Regions from separate parts of the Triticum aestivum genome. Here region 1 is linked to region 2. The links are chromatin contacts, called in public Hi-C maps. All regions are on one chromosome and are shown on one strand. The core of a region is the stretch at or near the end of the contact, and the rest is flanking DNA. Distances in the headings are between cores, read along the strand shown. Region 1 holds the start of LOC123105331 (MD-2-related lipid-recognition protein ROSY1). Region 2 holds the start of LOC780632 (dnaJ protein homolog).

The links. A called contact is a pair of places that touch in the nucleus more often than the background predicts.
Region 1: a contact with region 2 is called in a Hi-C map of leaf, with 5 times the contacts expected there. The contact joins the promoter of LOC123105331 here to the promoter of LOC780632 in region 2. A contact is called at or near these places in 2 of 5 Hi-C or Micro-C datasets (both in leaf) and 1 of 1 datasets of contacts at active chromatin or transcription factors (leaf).

What each region holds. Positions count from the first base shown.
Region 1 is chr5A:613,291,138-613,298,453 of IWGSC CS RefSeq v2.1, forward strand. LOC123105331 (MD-2-related lipid-recognition protein ROSY1) reads left to right here and starts at 1,925. Exons shown (of 4, transcript XM_044527380.1): 1 at 1,925-2,161; 2 at 2,271-2,372; 3 at 3,553-3,710; 4 at 3,867-4,160. The coding sequence starts at 2,065. The coding sequence ends at 3,974.
Region 2 is chr5A:613,081,316-613,088,150 of IWGSC CS RefSeq v2.1, forward strand. LOC780632 (dnaJ protein homolog) reads left to right here and starts at 4,563. Exons shown (of 6, transcript XM_044527379.1): 1 at 4,563-4,861; 2 at 5,739-5,907; 3 at 5,998-6,139; 4 at 6,227-6,503; 5 at 6,593-6,791. The coding sequence starts at 4,709.

The DNA.
Region 1 (7,316 bases), core at 675-3,174, 210 kb after region 2:
GGGCAAACCCTAACATAATTTTATTGATTTTCTTTCGAGATTATGAACATGTATTCGTCTCCTTAGATCTATTGCCTAGCACACATACTTTGCTAGTAAGCCATAAAATACCCAGAAACCCAGCAATAGCGTGAAAGACCATTCTAATGGAAAACAAGTGTCTTTTTACTAAAAGAAATAAATAGAGAATTGGTCCATGAACCTATTGTTTTAGGACGCCGATAAGTGCCACACGTGTGGGCGTTAGGAAGTCCGCCCATATATTTTGTGTGGTGTATAAGAGGAGCAGCCCACATACCTACGTGTGGGCAAAACAATTAGCGCCCACACGTCTCTTCCCCCCCCCTCCCGATCCCTCTCACACGCGTGCGTGTGGGCGAAGTTGATAACGCCCACATGCCCATATGTTAGGCCTCGTACCTCCTGGTCCCGCACGCCACGCGTGACGGTCACCGCGCGCCCGCAGTTGCCATGGTCCAGACCCTCGTCCATGTTCGTTTAATTGCAGTTGCCATGTCGCTGAACTACGGTTGCCATGTCGGACAACTGCAGTTGCCATGGTTGCTCAACTGCACTTGCCATGTATGGTCTGATCTAATGTAGTTGCCATGATTTCATAACTTTAGGAGTTGCCACATACTAACACTAGCCAGTTGAGAGAGTTGACATGTGCTCACAAGCATGTTAGGGCAGTTGTCATGTAAAAATGAAGAGTTGCCATCTGCTTACGTGCACGTTAGGGCAGTTGTCATGTACATGCACGTTAGGTCAGTTGCCATGTACCATGCAAAAACATATGGCAACTCGGTAAAAGAGAGTTGTCATCTGCTTACGTGCACACTAGGCAGTTGCCGTGTACCCTGCAAAACACATGGCAAATTCGGGTAAAAAAAAAGAGTTGCCACCTGTTTATAAAAACACACTAGGGGCAGTTGCCATGTGCAGTGCAAAAACACATGGCAACTAGCAGCTTGGGTGTGGGAGAGGAGAAGGGCGTGTGGGCAAGATGCCAAATGCCCACACACTAGCCCTTGTGTGTGCGTGCAAAGTGGCGTGTGGGCGAACTGCTGAACGCCCACACGCCAGTCCCTCCTGTGTGGTGAAACGGCCGTGTGGGCGACCGGCTGAACGCCCACACACCAGGCCTGTCCTACGTGGCACTAGAAACATGCCAAGATTCGTGCGCTCACGAACGGACGCGGATCCACGCGTGTGGGCGAGATGCAAAAGCCCACGCGTGTGGGCGTTAACATTTCCGTTGTTTTATTCAGCACCCCATTAAGCCTTACGATGCGAAGGTGGTTATATTTAGCTATTTGGTGTTTTTCTTCTTAATACAAAAAAAGGGAGCAACTACGTAGAAGTGTGGTGGCCACAAATTTTGGTCAGCCGATTTGCAGCGCCTGCAGCCCCATAGGCCCACGCAGCGTGTGCAAGTTGAACAATGGGCTTCCAATTAGAATTCAGATAGGTAGGAATCACGGGATATACCAAGTGGTGTTAACAATAATCTCATATACATCATAGCTCCACGACTCAAGTTGAATCCGATCTAAAAAAGACACTCAAGTTGAATCCCAAATATTTTAAAAGTGACAATCTATTTTAAAAAGTATGATTTCGAAACTACCATAAGGATATGGATCTTCAAAGAGATGGTAAAAAAATTATTTTATTTTGACCTCATTGAATCGAACTTTTAAAACACAGATTTTTCTAGGGCAAAAATAGGAATGTCAAGTCATTTATTTGCCACTTACATCCCTAGGCAAAAACACAGATTTTTGTTTGTTTTATATAAGCATGTCAGAAAAACAGGCAGGCTTGTACAGTAAAACTCAACTGAAGGCCTCCACCCGTGTTTTTTTTTTGTTTTGAGATTTGCCTCCACCTCAATTGCACGCAATGACAATGTCAAGGCCCAAATAGGCCTCCACATACACACACTGCTGCCAACATCTCTCTCCTTGGATTGACCGGCCCCACTTGCTCAGCGACACGACTCGCGTCCACCTGCCTGCCTGCCGGTCTAGTCGCCACACCGCAGAGCTTTGGTTCGCAGCGATGGCGACCGACCGCCGCCTCCGCGACCTGCTCCTCCTCGCCGCGGCGCTCCTGCTCTCCGCCTCCTGCGCCGCCGCCGCCGACTTCGAGTACTGCAGTGAGTGCTCCGAGCTCTCCTTTCGCGGCTAAATCGTCCCCGTTTTGACTTTTGAGATTCCGCGGATTGTGTATGCGATGCGAGCTTCTGTTGGTGTTTGGTTCCGCAGAAAAGGGGCGCCACTATCCGGTGAAGGTGAGCGGCGTGGAGATCGTCCCCGACCCCGTCGTGCGCGGCGAGCCCGCCACCTTCAAGATCTCCGCCTCCACCGGTAAGATTTCGTCGAATAGCCTGAACTCCTTGCGATTTGGCTTGTGAATTGTGGCGCGGTGTGCTCATGACTGCTGTCGGCCAACTTGAATCTACTCCCTCGGTTCCTAAATATTTGTCTTTCTAGACATTTCAAATGACTAGTACATACGGATGTATGTAGACATATTTTAGAGTGTAGATTCACTCATTTTGCTCCGTATGTAGTCACTTGTTGAAATGCCTAGAAAGACAAGTATTTAGAAACGGAGGGAGTAGCTTGTTAGTAGAGTACTCCTTGTTATGGCTTATTGTTGGTAGCAGCCTACTCCAGAGTTTAGATCGGTGTCTCCGTGTGTATGTGGTAGTCAGATCAAATCGATGCACTTTTGCTTGTTTTTTGATGTGTCAATTTTTTCGAGCAATCAAATTAGTGCCCTGCTGAAGGTTTGGCTGGCCCTATCCATGTACTGTTATATGTGAATTAGTCATGTCCGCGGTAACATTTCAAGTTTTCAACCGAATTGGAGTTTTGTGAAGGACCTAATGTGGTGTGTTAGGAACTGAGATTTGGGGAATATGTCTCTTTAGGTGTTTTTGTAAGACTTCTTTGGAGTTTGGACAAGGCAGCTGTTACTGTCTTTCTATATTTTGCACCTGCATGTTTGGATTGTGGAACGTCCAATATTTGTTGGCCGCAAATTGCAGTAATGCGTGCATGTTTATCGGCCTTACTTTCACGACTTCCCTGTGTTTGTCGATGCTTGTATTTGAGTTTGCCAAGGCTTCCTGAGTCTCTTAAAATTCATCTGACATGTCAACCGAAATGGTTTGTAGGAGTATGTCCCAGTTAGTTGTTCTGATAGCCAATAGGTGAAAGAAATGTGAGTTGTAACATGTGTTTCCTGCAAAACACTTTATATATTCCACTTCATAGTTAGTACCATGGTCGCTAGGGCTTTAATATTGAAATTTTTGTGATGTGGATCTGGCAGGGTTTCTGCTGAAATATAGATTCTTTTTGTCTGTTGGGCCTAGTCTATCGTGGATCTGCTACTAGTGTCTGCACACGCACACACACGCATGAGCGGCATGCACCCATATTTCACAGTATTTTTCTGTAACTAGAATGTTTTTTTTTCTAGTTGCTTCCTTGCTCTGAATCTCCCTGATACATTTTTACTATTGTTTACACCTGGCAGATAAAACCATCACCAAAGGGAAGCTGGTGGTAGATGTGTGGTACTTCTTTTTCCACGTCGATTCAGAGACTCACGACTTGTGTGCTGGGACTCCCTGTCCCGCAACGGGCGAATTCGTACTAGCCAGCGAACAGACTTTGCCATCTTACACCCCACCAGTAAGCATACCCGCAGTGCACATTCAGTTTCGGTGCCGAACTTGTCTAGATATTTTCCCTTGTAGTGCTTGTGACAGACAAGGGGCTCAATAGGCCGCTGCAAGTAAGATCACATCTAGACATCCTGACGTTTTGTGTTGCTGTGATGTGCTTCAGGGTTCTTACAGTCTCCAGATGAAGCTGCTGGGAGACAAGAACGAGGAGCTGACCTGCATCTTGTTCGGGTTCAGCATCGGGTTCGTCGCACCTGTCGCCATTATGTGAACCAAATATGTGCCGCGACCCAAACACACCCTTGGTTGCAGTTGCAAAGAGCCACCATGGTCCACGGATGTATGTATGTACCTGCAGAACTCTCTAAAATCTGAATCACCCCGAGTGGGAGAGCATGTGTTGGACTGAGCCGTTTTATTCAGAGTTGCTGCCAGTGCGTGTTTTCTGAGTGTTGAATGTCGCTTGTGTGTGTGTTTTACATGTGTGGTTGGGCTCCGCGGTTGCTTTCGACGAACCATGGGCATTTTGGGTGATTGGTTGGGGCCGGTGCCGCATTCATCCTGTTGTGATGGCCCGACAAGGGCGTCCATCCGTGGAGGACCTGTCGTGGGTTGCTGCTAGCACGCTGTCCACCGAGGCAGAGAAGATAGCGTCGCACTGTGAAGCACCTAAATGCTTTGTCTATGTAGTACTCTGATGAAAGCGGCTCCTTTTTCTTCTGCTCCGATGATTTTGTTATCTCTGATGACTCAGCGCTTAGTTATAATACGCACAAATAGATGTTAAGCATGTGTCCCTACTGGAGCATCAACACTTGTATGCGACAAGAAAGGGTGCGGCGTTGGCTATGCAGTTGTCCTCCTATGGTAGCTAAATACCCGTGCGTCATAACGGAACAATAAATGAAATCTACGCGATATTCCACAACAGCAAAAGGGTAATACATACATAAATACAAATGAAAGAATCGCTATAGTTTGGAACCATGCGTGTTGAGAGCGTGACTCTCGTGTGACGTCAAATAAGTCGTGAGAAACACCGACATCTTCCACATGTTTCCTCCTTACAACCAAGCAAACACAAATCATTCAAACTTGTGGGAATCTTAAAGTTGATAAAACGACAACATCAATCAACTTCCACTGTAGCACAACATTGAGAATTGGGTGGCAGGGTGCCTTATTGCTAGAGGAGAGGGTTTCAATGGCTTTCTATGTTGTGACAGGTGTTGGTAGATTTTTTTTCTCTTGTGTTTCTTTCTGACAAAAAGAACACCGTAACACACCGCCAACAAATTCGCAGCGTGGGAGCAAACAAATGACTTCGGGGAAAATGGACCTTACGTGCTTGTGACACATGAAGGACATAATTTATGTTTTTATGTGATTTATGAATGAGACGTTAGTTTGCAAAACATACCAAATAATGAAGATATATGCATAAATCATGAAGGAGATGTATATTTATAAGGGCGTTATCTGCACCGGTGCGCCGGCCCAACAGTTGGCCGGTCAAACGCCAGCCGCCCGATGCAGCGAGCTGGGTCCATCTGATCTGGCACTTAACCCCGCCTCATTCTTATTCCTCCGATCCGGTGATTTGTAGCCTCTCGCTGAACCATCTCCTCCTCTCGCGTTGGTCAACGCAAACAGAAATCCCCTCCTTCCTGTTTCCCGCGAGCATCTCTGCCCTCGCCCCCCACGCGCTTGCGCTCCGACGAGGGGCAACAGCACCCCGTCCCATTGCGCCGCTGCTCGTTGCAGCACCAGCGTCGTAGCCCCCATGCCACCCTTCTGCTGAAAGCTCGTCGTTGCCGCATGTCGTTGTTGGAAATATGCCCTAGAGGCAATAATAAATAAGTTATTATTATATTTCTTTGTTCATGATAATAGTCTTTTATTCATGCTATAACTGTATTATCCGGAAATCGTAATACACGTGTGAATACATAGACCACAATATGTCCCTAGTGAGCCTCTAGTTGACTAGCTCGTTGTGATCAACAGATAGTCATGTTTTCCTGGCTATGGACATTGGATGTCGTTGATAACGGGATCACATCATTAGGAGAATGATGTGATGGACAAGACCCAATCCTAAGCATAGCACAAAGATCGTGTAGTTCGTTTGCTAGAGCTTTGCCAATGTCAAGTATCTCTTCCTTTGACCATGAGATCGTGTAACTCCTAGATACCGTAGGAGTGCTTTGGGTGTATCAAACGTCACAACGTAACTGGGTGACTATAAAGGTGCACTACGGGTATCTCCGAAAGTATCTATTGTTTTATGCGGATCGAGACTGGGATTTGTCACTCCGTGTAAACGGAGAGGTATCTCTGGGCCCACTCGGTAGGATATCATCACATGCGCAATGTGACCAAGGAGTTGATCACGGGATGATGTGTTACGGAACGAGTAAAGTGACCTGCCGGTAACGAGATTGAACAAGGTATCGGTATACCGACGATCGAATCTCGGGCAAGTAAAATACCGCTAGACAAAGGGAATTGTATACGGGATCGATTGAGTCCTTGACATCGTGGTTCATCCGATGAGATCATCGTGGAACATGTGGGAGCCAACATGGGTATCCAGATCCCGCTGTTGGTTATTGACTGGAGAACGTCTCGGTCATGTCTGCATGTCTCCCGAACCCGTAGGGTCTACACACTTAAGGTTCGATGACGCTAGGGTTATAAAGGAAGCTTGTATGTGGTTACCGAATGTTGTTCGGAGTCCCGGATGAGATCCCGGACGTCACGAGGAGTTCCGGAATGGTCCGGAGGTAAAGATTTATATATAGGAAGTCCTGTTTCGGTCATCGGGACAAGTTTCGGGGTCATCGGTATTGTACCGGGACCACCGGAAGGGTCCCGGGGGCCCACCGGGTGGGGCCACCTGCCCCGGGGGGGCACATGGGCTGTAGGGGGTGCGCCTTGGCCTACATGGGCCAAGGGCACCAGCCCCAAGAGGCCCATGCGCCTAGGGAACCCTAGAGGGAAGAGTCCTCGAGGGGGAAGGCACCTCCGAGGTGCCTTGGGGAGGATGGACTCCTCCCCCCCTCTTGGCCGCACCCCTTTCTTGGAGTAGGGGGCAAGGCTGCGCCTCCCCCCTCTCCCCTGCCCCTATATATAGTGGAGGGGAGGGAGGGCATCCATACCTGAGCCCTTGGCGCCTCCCTCCCTCCCGTGACACCTCCTCCTCTCCTGTAGGTGCTTGGCGAAGCCCTGCAGGATTGCCACGCTCCTCCACCACCACCACGCCGTTGTGCTGTTGTTGGATGGAGTCTTCCTCAACCTCTCCCTCTCTCCTTGCTGGATCAAGGCGTGGGAGACGTCACCGGGCTGTACGTGTGTTGAACGCGGAGGTGCCGTCCGTTCGGCACTTGATCATCGGTGATTTGAATCACGACGAGTACGACTCCATCAACCCCGTTCACTTGAACGCTTCCGCTTAGCGATCTACAAGGGTATGTAGATGCACTCTCCTCTCCTTTCTACTCGTTGCTGGTCTCTCCATAGATAGATCTTGGTGTTACGTAGGAAAATTTTTGAATTTCTGTTACGTTCCCCAACAGTCGTGTCCGTAGCTGACAAATCAGACCATTGCAGC
Region 2 (6,835 bases), core at 3,313-5,812:
TACCTGCACGACGAGTAGACAAGAGGTGTGGAACGACGACGTAGGAAAAGCAACAGAGGTCACGAAGGTTAGGCATGGGCTTGGAAGGCGGCCGGGGTGGTACAAAAGTGGTGTAGGCCAAGGATGCAGATAAAGGGGAAAGTGATGAAGATGTGGGGTCCGGGTGTGGTTTTGAGTGGGCATGGGGTGTCAGAGTCCTATGTATGCAGGTCTGGACTCATGCAAAGCCCCCTAGTTTGCTTCTGGTATGCGAGAGAACAGACGTGCAGACTAGTCCGCACACCGATGTGGAACGACGTTGGATGGTAAACTGCGTCCGAACAGCTCAGTCCAGACTTTTGCACGCGATTTGAGGGTTTGTGTTGGAGATGCTCTTATTCATTTTGAAGGCGCTGGTGTTGAAGAAGTCAACTTAATCATAGATGTTTCTTATATCTTATTATGGTTTGACCATATATGTATAAAACATATTTTATTTGATGATGACTTTAGCCTCACTATTTTACATCAATTTTAGTAGAATATAACTATATGCATTTGGCCGAACGATTTAAAATGGGCTCTCATGGGGTCGCCCAATCCATAGATTGAAGCGATGTGCACCAAGGATCTTTGGAGCGAGGAACTTCCTACCGGATGGTTCCCTCCTCACAATTTTTTATAAGTTCTTTAAAATAATGTTCAAAGATTTGAAAGGGTTCATAAATTTGGAAAAGTTCACAAAATATAAATAGATTCATGCATTTGAAAAAGTTCGCACATTTGAAAAAAAAGTCACAGGTTTTGGAATGTTGACAAAAAATAAAAACCAAAAGAATAAGAAAAACCAAAAGGAAAACCGAATTAAAAAAGAAAAAGTGGACTGGAAAGTTTTTTTCTTAAAACAAGCCAGCGCTACATTAATCAAACAACAGATTCAGTACAAACAAGTTGCCGGATACAACTCGGCACCTCGCCTACCCATACAGCGCTAGCTTCATGAACCGCAGACTGGGCGAGAACATGAGCGACAACATTACAGACTCGGGAAACATGAATAAAGGAAAATAGACCCAAAGAAACGAGCCTTCAACTTGATGTCCTGACCTACCGAAGCAATATGAGATCGGTCAGGATCGAAGTGAAGCATTAATCTTGGATGTGAGAGTCTGACAGTCAGAAGCAAGGATCAAATCATCAAAACAAACTTGAAGAGCAAAGGATAGAGCATGCCTCACTGCCATAGCTTCAGCCAGTTCGGGCAAAGTGGACTGGGAAGTTACTGGAGTAGAAGCTTTCCATTCCACAGCCGGGCTGCACCAGCGGCTTTTTTTTTTGAGCATCAATACAGACACAAGCGCTCATATACACGCGCATACACTCATCCCTATAAATGCACACACGCACACCCTATCCCTATGAGCACCTCCAAAAGACTGAGCCGGCATATCATCTTAAGATTTACGAAGTCATCGTAGGCGCCCCGTCGTCGACGGGAACGTCTCCTCCCACTGAAAGCGCATCGCCGGAAATCCTGAAATAAATTCAGGAATAATGCGAGTATCAGGATTTGGATTGGGGATACCATTGTCCACCTAACCATCTCAACCATAGGTTGATTCGCAGCAGCTTAACGAATGCACCCATGCTGCGAGCGGCGGGATCCTATACGGCGCGTTGGCCAGTTTTCATGCGTACTGGGCGTCTATGGGCCGGCCAATTTTCGGTTATTTTTCCTTCTTTTTTTTCTTTTTCTGAAAGCAATTAGTTGAGGAACGCTCCTTCGGGAGCCTCCCCGACCTTTTTGCTTCTGTTATTTTCCGTTTCGAGCATAGAGAAAATAATTTTGAGGCCCACTCGCTTGCTAAAGGAGCTGCGTCTCTTGCGGTGGGTCGTCATATGTGGCTAGGGGTTTCGCCTGACATTGCTTGTATTCCCCAACTCATAAACTATGAATAAAGCCCCTAGTTACCTTTAAAAAAAAGCTGAGAGCGCGCCGACGCCGCCACATGTTGCACTCTGGTCGCTCACTTCGAATTTTTTATTTTTTCGAACCTGTTTCTGCTTTTTTAGATGTTTTTTTTACTTTTCAAATTTCTATCGGTCTTTCTTAGCTTTTCGATGAAAAAAATGTATTTCTTTTGTGGAGGAAAAAATATTTTTTTTCATGAGAGGCATGGTTTTGCTCCCGGGAGAGGCACGATTTTGCTTCCGCGAGAGGCACGAAAAACGAAAAAAAAACATTTTTTCTTTTTTTTTTCTTTCTTGAGAGGCACGGTTTTGCTTTCATGAGAGACATGGTTTTGCTACCGTGAGAGGCACGGCTGAGCCTCTCGAAAACAAAATATGTATATATATTCTTTTTTTTCGATGAAAGGCAAGGCTGTACCTCTCAGAAACAGAAAAAACATGTTTTTTTCATGAGAGGCACGATTTTACTTCCGCGAAAGGCGCACGTTTTCTCTTTTTTCTTCATGAGAGGCATGATTTTGCTTTCATGAGAGGCATTGATTTGCTTTCGCAAAAGGCACGGCCTGCCTCTCAGAAACGGCTTCCGAAAAGGGGGAAAACTTGCTCATGGTTTGGTTTTTTGTCTGCTTTTTCGTAAAAAAAGGGTTCAAAACCTGTCAATATGGGATTTAGTTTTGAAGAATTTGATGCGAGGAATTCAAGGGTGAAAACGGTTTGAGATTTGGACGCATGGTTTAAAACATATAACGTTTTAAATAAACGGATCTATGAAAAAAGGAAAAACTCTCAGGTTGGGACAAGTGGCGTACGTGCAGCACACCACTTGTCGCAACCTGGAGTATTGGGAGTGATCTTTGGAAGGGATACTCCTCAATTAGTGATTTCATTTTTTTCTTCTTTCGTATTTTCTTTTTTTTTCCTGTTTTTTTTCTTTCAAATTTTCACTTTCTCTTGCCTTTTTTATTTTCAAATTTTCAAAAAGAATTGTTCATTAAATTCAAAAATGTTCATCAATGTAAAAAAAAGCTCACTAATTCAAAACATGTTCATCGAATTTATTTTTTGTTTGTCAGGATCTAAACAATGTTCATCAAATTCAAACTTTCTTCAGTGAATTAAAAAAATGTTCACCAAATTCGAAATTTGTTCATCATTTTCAATTTTTTATCAAATTCCAAATTTGTTCATGAAATATAAAAAATGTTCATCATTATTAAAAAAACAATCAAATAAAAGATGTTCATTCTTCTAAATTGCAAACATTTTTGAATTCAAGAACTGTTTTATGAAAATTCACAGTTCAAAATGTTTTAAAATTTGAAAACGAATCCCAAATTATTTAGTGTAGAATAAAAAAATTAACAAGGAAAAGGAAAAAATGAAAATGAAAAAAAGGAGGCGCCCGGCCCCGTGCATGGGCCGGCCCAACAGCTCCCGGGCCGCGGGGGTGCACGCCACAGCGCTAGGGGAGCGCCTCATGCTCTAGCACCTCATGCGTCATATAGGAGGTCCCCTGCGAGCGTACAGAGCTAAGGAGAAAGAAAAAAAAAGTAAATGGATCGAGCCCAACACGAAAGGTGGGTGCGTCTTTTTTGAACATTGGCAGACACAGGCGCTCATATGCACGCACATACACTCACCTCTATGAATGCACACACGCACACTCTACAGCACCTCCGAAAGACTGAGCCGGCATGTCATCTTAAGATTTACTCCCACTGAATGTGCATCGCCGGAAATTCTGAAATAAATCCAGGAATAAATGTGAGCATCAAGATTTGAACCTTGGTGGGCTGAAGATACCATAGTCCCTCTAACCATCCAATCACAAATTGGTTCGCACAAAAGGTGGGTGCGTCGGTTAGTAAAAACAGACACTGAAGGCGCCAAATAAGATCCAGCCGCACCCGCGCCCACACCGCTATAGCACCCAAGTCGCTAGGTCGGTCCTCTTACCGGAGTCAAACTAAACCACACCTTCCCCTTCCCCGAACCCGCACCCTTCTATTTTATTAACCACTGAATTTAATGAGCAGCGTCAAATTTTTCTATGGTTTGCTTTTTTCACCTCTTTTGCCGTCAATGTGGTCATATTTGGTTACCCGAAGCCCATATTGAGGCGCCGTCATATTTGGTTACCCGAAGCCCATATAGAGGCACCTACGGCTGGATCCGCTATCTTGGATGCAGTTCTTTTAAAATTGGGAACCTGTGGATTTTTAAGATTTTCAATACCCATCTTTCATTTGTGATCTAAGCGCGATTGCTATAACATACGGGTACTTCCTTGTCGAATCGATGTTTACCGGATCTTTGGAGCGAGGATCTCCCTATCGGGTTCCACCGTAGCCGTACCGGACCCGCATCCACACGGCGTCCGCACCGTGACAGTACCCAGGTCGGTCCTCTTTACCGGAGTCAAACTCAACCACGCGCTCCCCTTCCCCGAACCCGCGTCGCCCCAGCCCTCCCGGTCCTTTCGCCAGAACAACCCGGAAGCATCTGGAAGCTCGGCCCTCCCCTCCAACCACCGCCCGATCCGGATCCGACGGCCCGCGCCCGCCTCTCCCCCGTCCTCCCGCATCTTCGAGAGCGTTCACTCCCGACCACCCGTCCCGCGCTCCGCTATAACTAGGACCGCCCCCCCTCCCCCACCTCTCCTCACAAACCGATCCCGACCGGCGACCTCGCTTCCACCGGATCAACCAGCTAGGGTTTCGTCTTCGTCCTCTCCGCGGAGCTTGGGATTTTCGGCGCGATGTTCGGGCGCGGGCCGCCGAAGAAGAGCGACAGCACGCGCTATTACGAGATCCTGGGCGTGCCCAAGGACGCCTCCCAGGACGACCTCAAGAAGGCCTACCGCAAGGCCGCCATCAAGAACCACCCCGACAAGGGCGGCGACCCCGAGAAGGTGAGCGCCCGCCGGATCTCTCATCCCTCTACTACCGATCTGTTCCCGATAGGGATTACTAGGCTGGTAGATTTGGTACGGCAGGCGGATCTGGCCCGGGGCCGCGGGGATGTAGAATTCGACGGGAATTCGTGGATGTGTGTTTGATAGGTAGGTTTGGGCGGGGGAAGAATTATGCGTGGTGATGATTGCGGTCGGCTTTAAAATGAACATTTAGTTGATTTAACATTCGGCAAGGAATCCTTGAAATCGTCCTTATACTGTTATACATGCGTTTCTGTAATTGTTCACATACCTGAAATTAGCATAACGTATGATTTTAGATGTTAATTGAGCAATTCATGAGAAGCTTGTAGCATATGCAGGTAGGTTTTGTTGAATTGATGATGATGTAGGAGTAATCCGTGTGTATGTTAAATTGCCTACTGTTCGCAACTGTCAGTGGGCAATTCAATAGTTGACGATGATTAAAAATAGAATGACCAATGCATTTGTTGAGACATTATGCAATGTTTTACTAGGCACATACTCCCTCCATCCCATAATATAAGATCGTTTTTGAGATAGTATAGTGTAAAAAACACATTAGTGTAGTATACGAAACACTTTTATATTATGGAATGGAGTGAGTAACTTATTTAATTCCTATTGACATGTGCTCCCTCCGTTTCTAAATATAAGACCTTTTAGAGATTCCAAATATAGGCTATGTAACGGAGGGAGTATCAACCTAGCTAAACTAAAGCTGTGTACTGGTGCTTGGGTCAGTCAAGCTTTGCTGGGTAGTGGGTACTGATGCCTTGCCTGGTTATAACCTGTTTGCGTCAGATGTTGTTTTCTGGTTGAGCTGGCTTATTAACGATTTGTCATATTGCAGTTCAAGGAGCTAGCTCAGGCTTATGAGGTCCTGAGTGATCCTGAGAAGAGAGAAATTTATGACCAGTATGGTGAGGATGCCCTCAAGGAGGGAATGGGAGGTGGAGGAATGCATGATCCTTTCGACATCTTCCAGTCATTCTTTGGTGGTGGCGGCAACCCCTTTGGAGGTAAATCTTATGTGACCAACTTAACCATTCTGGTTGCCATTGTGGTCTGCCTGTATTTTGATCTGACTTAACCATTGCATTGTCCTACAGGTGGCGGGAGCAGTAGGGGCAGGAGGCAGCGCAGGGGTGAGGATGTGGTTCATCCTCTCAAGGTTAGCCTTGAGGAGTTGTACAATGGAACATCAAAGAAGCTCTCTCTTGCCCGCAATGTGCTCTGCTCCAAGTGCAATGGGTAAGTTGTTTTAACCCTTGTGCGTGTAACCTCGAATTTACTGGCTCATGAAGTTCTGAATTTTAATTGTGCTCGTTTGTCCTGCAGCAAGGGTTCAAAGTCTGGGGCTTCCATGAAGTGTGCCGGCTGCCAAGGTGCTGGTTACAAGGTGCAGATAAGGCAGCTGGGACCAGGAATGATTCAGCAAATGCAGCAGCCTTGCAACGAGTGCAGGGGAAGTGGGGAGACCATCAGCGATAAGGATCGCTGTGGGCAGTGCAAAGGTGAGAAGGTGGTGCACGAGAAGAAAGTCCTGGAGGTGGTGGTTGAGAAGGGAATGCAGCATGGACAGAAGATCACCTTCCCCGGCGAGGCGGATGAAGCGGTATGCGTCGAACTTCAGTATGAGTACTATGTTTTTCTGTATGTGTTGTGCCTGTTACCTTGTCTGATCTGTCTGCTTGTGTCATGCAGCCTGATACCGTTACTGGAGACATAATCTTCGTCCTCCAGCAGAAGGAGCACCCCAAATTCAAGCGGAAGGGTGATGACCTCTTCTACGAGCACACCCTGACCCTGACTGAGGCCCTGTGTGGCTTCCAGTATGTCCTGGCTCATTTGGACGGCAGGCAGCTGCTCATCAAGTCCAACCCTGGCGAAGTGGTCAAGCCTGGTAAGTGTTGATGAATTCAACCTGGAATGATCATCTGATTTGGC